Regions from separate parts of the Capsicum annuum genome. Here region 1 is linked to region 2. A link is a contact called in public Hi-C data. All regions are on one chromosome and are shown on one strand. The core of a region is the stretch at or near the end of the contact, and the rest is flanking DNA. Distances in the headings are between cores, read along the strand shown. Region 1 holds the start of LOC107869550 (probable F-box protein At1g60180). Region 2 overlaps LOC107867562 (aspartic proteinase-like protein 1).

Region 1 (3,107 bases), core at 318-2,817, 150 kb before region 2:
CTGGCAATCTTAACACTCTTGAAATTGGGAAACACGGTGTTTGGAATCCAACTTGGCAAATTGATGTTATCTACTTCGTCGAAATAGCTTTGCTCAAGCTGGCGGGGGGGGATCGCTAAACTGGAATAAAGAAGAAAATCAGGATCCAGAAAATGAAATGATCTCATGGTAGAACAATTCTCAAAGACCACAAATGCTGAACAGTCTCAGCAAATGATTATTCTCAAAGACTACAATTCTCATACTGTACAGACACCAAACAAAAAGAGGTCTAGCTGTCAATGATCATTTCCTTTCTGAGCTTGTTCGCCGGACAGAAAGCAACAACCTTGATCATTAGTTTTTAGTTCTATGGTGACAAATTATTCTTAACAATAAGGAATGTTATATTTGCGTTCTCATTAGGTAACTCCATTGGAGGAAATGGAGGGTTTAAAAATCAAAACTGAATATGGATGCAAAAAGAAGAGCATATATAGAGAGCAATTACGACCTCAGCTGTCATTTGTATGTTGAACGACTCCAAAAGAGGCAAGGCTTGCAAAATACTGGCTATTCCATACAGATTATAGTCTGTTACAAACAACTTCAGAGTTAGACACTTGCATCTCAATTTTGGAAGCATCACTCCTTCGAGATTCATCATGAACACGGTCTGGTGAAAATTACCTCAAAGAAAAAAGTAAATGATAGAGAAAGAAGCAACTACAAAGAAAAAGTATTCCACAACAAAAGATAGTTCTATGAAAAATTTAAGCATCTTTACACTTTAAGGAACAACAACCTGTAAAAGCCTAGTTTTTCTAAAAGTTAAATAGAGAATAAGGCCTGTTGACATAGAAACATACCCCTGCAAGCCAACTTCCAATTATTAGCTCGGTCACACAACTCAACTTTTGAAGTTCTCCTGAAATATCGAAATGTTGAAGATGTGGGGCAAAAATTTCCAAAGTACCATATCCTACAAACGGAAGATGATAATGGGAATGTAACTTTAGTGTCTTTAAATTTGAAGAAGCCATTTCTAGACGATGACAACCCACGCAGCATGAGAACTCCATAGTTTCCAAAGCAGGACAACTTGACAATAATCTCACAATATCATCATCTTCTAACTCAGTCGAGTCCAGAGTTAAGCTCTTTAGAGAGTTCCAAGCTATACATAATCCTTTATCAAACACCACATAACTCAAATACAATGTAATCAATGAGGAACAACTGTACATAGATAGAGGCAATTAGTAAGTGGTTTCTTCAATAGATGGATAAGCATGTAAAACAACATGTTCCACTTTTTTATTCACAGCAAAAATGAACCATTGGCTGATTTTAGAATGGATATCCCATTCTCTGTTATGAATGTCGAGTTGGAATTTATTGATATTGGAACAAGTAGAATGAGTTAAAACGTGGTCGACAAAGGATACGAAGTTCTCGACATGGTTGTAATTTCTGTCGTTGAAATGGAAATTGTAAATAGATTTCCAGAGATAATGCCAGCTTTTTGAGAGGACAGATGATTTGAAGGCATCTTGGGCCTCCAAAAGAGAGAATTTGTACCAAGAGTGCTTCCGGCAACTGATTTGAGAAAATGGAAGGAAAGTATCATTTAAGTCTTAAATGATTGACGATATTGACTTACAAAGGGTCAAATATAATTAGAAACTTGATTAAGTTAATTGTGGACTTGATTAATATTTTTAAAATTTTTTAATCTTTTCAATAATACAAATTAACCCACACTCCTCTTCTCTCCAAATCAACTGTCTCTCCTCTCTCTCGCGACAGTTTCTCCCAATCAACAGTTCTGCAAATTTCTCCTTTCAATCTCCGGCGACTTCAACCTCTGGCTACAAATAGTTGGGCTTCGAGTTTTTCTTCGACTTTCAACCATTAATCGACGTGACAGTCTTGCTCTCTGGCCACAACAACTTCGAATTATTCACCGTCTCTTTTCTTCTTTCACAGGTAAAAATATGACCTTTTTAGTTTTGAAGAAAATGAGAAACTTGAGTCAACTTCGCTTCTAGTATTGGTTAACAATTTCTTTGTTTCTTTAATTTGAAATGCGGTCTGAATAAAATCCTAATTTCTGGTATTTCTTCTATTCTCTTTTTGGAGTGAACTATGATTTTTTTTATTTGTTGCATTTTTTTAAAGTTTGATTTTTGTTGTTTGTGTTTATACAAACAAAACAACGATGCTGATGTTTTTTGTGTTGTGTCCGTTACTGGGTTGATTTGTTCTTGTTCTTGGTAAAAATGATGATATTGTTGTTGTTCCATTGAACAAAATCATGCTACTATTTTTTTTTGCAACATATTAACCATCTAATGCAACATATTAACCATCTGATGCAACAAAGGAACCATCAGATTAAAAATCTGATGCAATAAATTAACCATATCATACAACAGATTAACCATCTGATGCAACAAAAGAACCAACGAACTAAAAATTTGATGCAACAGAACAGATTAACCATCTGATGCAATAGAAGAACCAACGAACTAAAAATTTGATGCAACAGATTAACCATATGATGCAACAAATTAACCATATGTTGCAACAGATTTACCATCGGATGCAACAATTGAACCATCAGATTACAAATCTGATTCAACAAATTAAAAATTTGATACAACAGATTAAAAATCTGATGCAACAGATTAACCATCTGATGCAATGGAGGAACCATCAGATTTAAAATCTAATGCAACAGATTAATCATCTGATGCAACATATGAACCCTCTATTGGATAAAATCCTATCAACTATTCCAACAGGACATGTCCAAGACTTGATTTTCCAACTGATCATTCATTTGTCGCGATAGATGACCCTTCTGTTGGAAGAAATCTAAACAATATTGACAGTTGATAACTGTTCCAACAGATCACTCATATGTTGCAATGGATGTGTGATATGTTGCACAGACCATTCATTTGTCTCAACAGATGAGTGATATTTTTTGTACTATTACAACAGATTACTCATTCGTTGCAACAGGTTAATTAACTTTTCTAATAGATCACTCATATGTTGCAATAGATGTGTGATCTATTGCACAGACAATTTATTGTCTCAATAGATGAGTGATATATTTT
Region 2 (3,098 bases), core at 113-2,612:
CAAATTAGATGTAAGACAAAGCAAAATAATTTTTTCCTATTAAATTTTTAATTTAAACTTAATACTAAAATATATAATTGGTAAGTATTTAAATGCTCGAATAAAAAATGAAAGAAAATTTAAAACTCACTCTTTCAAATGTATTTGTCGGTGGATGTCGATGACGACCCCACTCAAGAAGTCACATAATGACGAACTTGTAAGTTATTTATTTTTTAGATCTCTTATAAAATATAATATATGATAAATGGGTGCGTAAATATATTGATCGAGTTACGAGAAGGTGATGGTTGATTAATTATGTACTTTTTTTTATATATAAACTTTTGTTTCCGAAGACATATAATAGTCTATTATACGAAAATTGACTTTATCTATTAGTCGTATTATGTGACTTTGGTTAGCAGAGGCAGAGCCAGAATTTCAAGTAAGGGGATTTAATATTCAAAGAAAACTAAGTCGAACGGGGTTCAACACTTACTATAACCACATAAAAAATAATTTTAATCATGTATAAATAGTATATTTTTCTGTCGAAGAGGATTCGAACGAACCCCTAAAGAGGGCTGGCTCCGCTCTGTTGGTTAGTTTTTTGTTTTTTGCTTAAGTAGTTTTAGATACATATTCCTCTTATTTTTATACTTTTTGATGTAGTTTTACTTTTTTGGGGGGTGATTTATCTATAAAAAAATCCGTGAGGTAGCTTACGCTAGCCTTACGGCGTGAGGTAAAATGTCTCGTCTTACCCCGCCTTTAAAAACACTGATTTCAGTTCAATGGATTCGGATCCACCCCAGTCAATGATCTTCTCGGTCCTCCCTCCTCGCATCACTTGTGTAACATATGTATTCCTAAAAAAACAAATCTTTGTTGTTGGGAATGATAGCTTACTCCTACTCAAATCGATTAGGCCTATAAAAGATCCCGGGCTCGTGAATTATTGCAAGTCATATCACAACTTTGTGTCCCGTCATGCCTCAATCATGACATGCAAATAAATGAACACAAAATGACATAGAAAGAGCTATAGATCTGAGGAAAGAAACAAAACCAATGAAATTAATTGACTAGCAGAGTACATCATTTGTGAGAAAAGGATCTGATTGAAGAAATGAGAATTTACATAAACGTACATAATTACAAATGTAATATCAGATAAGGCACAAGCATAAAACCAATGAAAGTAGAAGAGAACTCATAGCGCAATGCCGTGAAACTGCATCTGGTGATGCTGCAGATGGTTTAGGGGTAGCTTTACCAGCAATGGCCGGTGCAACTGCATGTCCATGCGGGCTTCTTTGTTGTTCAGTTGTTGGCAACGGATTTGATGTCAAACCACTCGGAGGTGGTGTTGGTGTTAGTGGTAACTTTGCACTCCCGCCTATGTCTTGACCTGAAGATGCAAAAGATGGATCCTTGAATTGAAGTACACAAAATGCAAAAGAGTGGGCATGGAGAAGAGAAACCCATATTGTTTATTAAATCAGATGACAATGCCACAGAATTCAACATGTCAACTGGTCAAGCATGTGAAATATCCAACCCCGGAAGAACCATACTTAAGTTGAGTTCTTGCTTGATTTTTAAAATATTCTCCGTGCTTTCAAGACTCTTGTAGGAAAACCACTCCAGATCATGCGGCAAGTACTAACCAACGATTGTTATAATGCTAATTACCTCTACTTAACTATGGTTTTCATAATTATTGTGGTTAATACGCCAATTATAACTCGATAGACAAGAAAATTGAAGGGAGGGATTTAGTGAAACACTTAGATGTGCCGAACTCCACAAAAATAGGTTTTACTAAAATTAGCCTGGCGATACAAATCAAATGAGCAAAACATAGTGTCCGCATGGATTTTCTAAAAAAACAAACACCAACTTCAGAAAGAACCCACTTGTGTCAGTCTTAAACTCTAAACAGGAACATCAAGGAAATACCTATAAAATCCAATTATTTCACACATTATCACAAAACTCCTCTCATCTTTCCCTTTTAATCCAGCAATTTAAAAAAAAAAATAGCCCAATTTAAATTAAATATGCACAACGAGCTTACACTTGGAGCGAGACCAACCCAACTTCATATTTTCCCAATCAAACACCATCCGATATCCCTCCAAAAAGTTTTCTGCAAAGCATAACTCAAAAATAATTGAATTGTTCATCCAACCGTCGACGTGCATGTATGAGCACCTTAAATGAATAAAATTACATAATCAACTTACGTCCAATAATACCAATCATTCCTGGAATAGGTTGGATACCTGCACAATAGAAGTTATCACCCTGCACAAAATACCTTCTGTAAGAACCTGTCAATATCAAAACTGCAGAACAAAGTCCATACATAACAAACTTGCAATCACACATTGGAAACCCTATGGAGAAATCATACTTGCTTTCTGAGATAGAAAAATCATACTTGCTTTATGATAAAGGAATTGAAAATTTCTTGTTTAAGCATGCAAAAGCAGCAGGGTAACATGCATGTAGGGGTGGGCATGGTACGGTACGGTACGGTATTTTAAACTTCGGTACGATAACTTCGGTTTTCGGTATCTAAAAGAACAATACCATTACCATACCAAATTAGTTCGGTATGGTTCAGTATTTTTAAATTCGGTTTCGGTATTTTACGGTATGGTAATTGGGTAACCATACTTTATTTGGTTTCTAATTACATATATTTATATAAAAAAACTATAACTTTAAATTTTAAAAACGTTTCAATCATGTGAGGCTAACAACTATCTTTGTTAATCAATTACACAAAAATAACATTTCAATCACGATTGAATAGTCCGAGATGCAAACTCTGAACAACAGTAACTAAACTTAAGCATAATACTACTAAATAATAAGCTTCCCATAAAATTTATTTCTTAATAAAAGCTACTTTTGTGTTCAATTGGCTAATGGATGATATATAAATATATTTAATAATCTTAAATATAATATATATATCGGTTTTATATGTTATTAAAAAACTTTGGTGCGGTATACGGTATTTCGGCATTTATTGCATAAAAATACCAAATACCGTACCAAATACCAAAATAATTTAAAATTCCTACCAAATACAATAATATCCA

The links. A called contact is a pair of places that touch in the nucleus more often than the background predicts.
Region 1: a Hi-C map of leaf shows a contact between it and region 2, with 3 times the contacts expected there. The contact joins the promoter of LOC107869550 here to the enhancer-like site in region 2. A contact is called at or near these places in 3 of 5 Hi-C or Micro-C datasets (bud and leaf).

Annotation. Positions count from the first base shown.
Region 1 is chr4:203,151,060-203,154,166 of UCD10Xv1.1, reverse strand. It overlaps LOC107869550 (probable F-box protein At1g60180), which reads right to left and starts at 1,567. Exons shown (of 3, transcript XM_016716070.2): 1 at 849-1,567; 2 at 494-655; 3 at 1-120. The coding sequence starts at 1,226. The coding sequence ends at 94.
Region 2 is chr4:203,002,370-203,005,467 of UCD10Xv1.1, reverse strand. It overlaps LOC107867562 (aspartic proteinase-like protein 1), which reads right to left. Exons shown (of 10, transcript XM_016713853.2): 8 at 2,232-2,292; 9 at 2,063-2,134; 10 at 1,034-1,393. The coding sequence ends at 1,152. Among protein-coding and RNA genes, the nearest start is that of LOC107867562, 8.6 kb to the right of the region's middle. Within about 2 kb of position 1,362, at least 3 of the 5 cell types and tissues checked have an H3K27ac peak or open chromatin away from gene starts, as enhancers often do. A contact at or near this core is called in leaf, where this site is marked.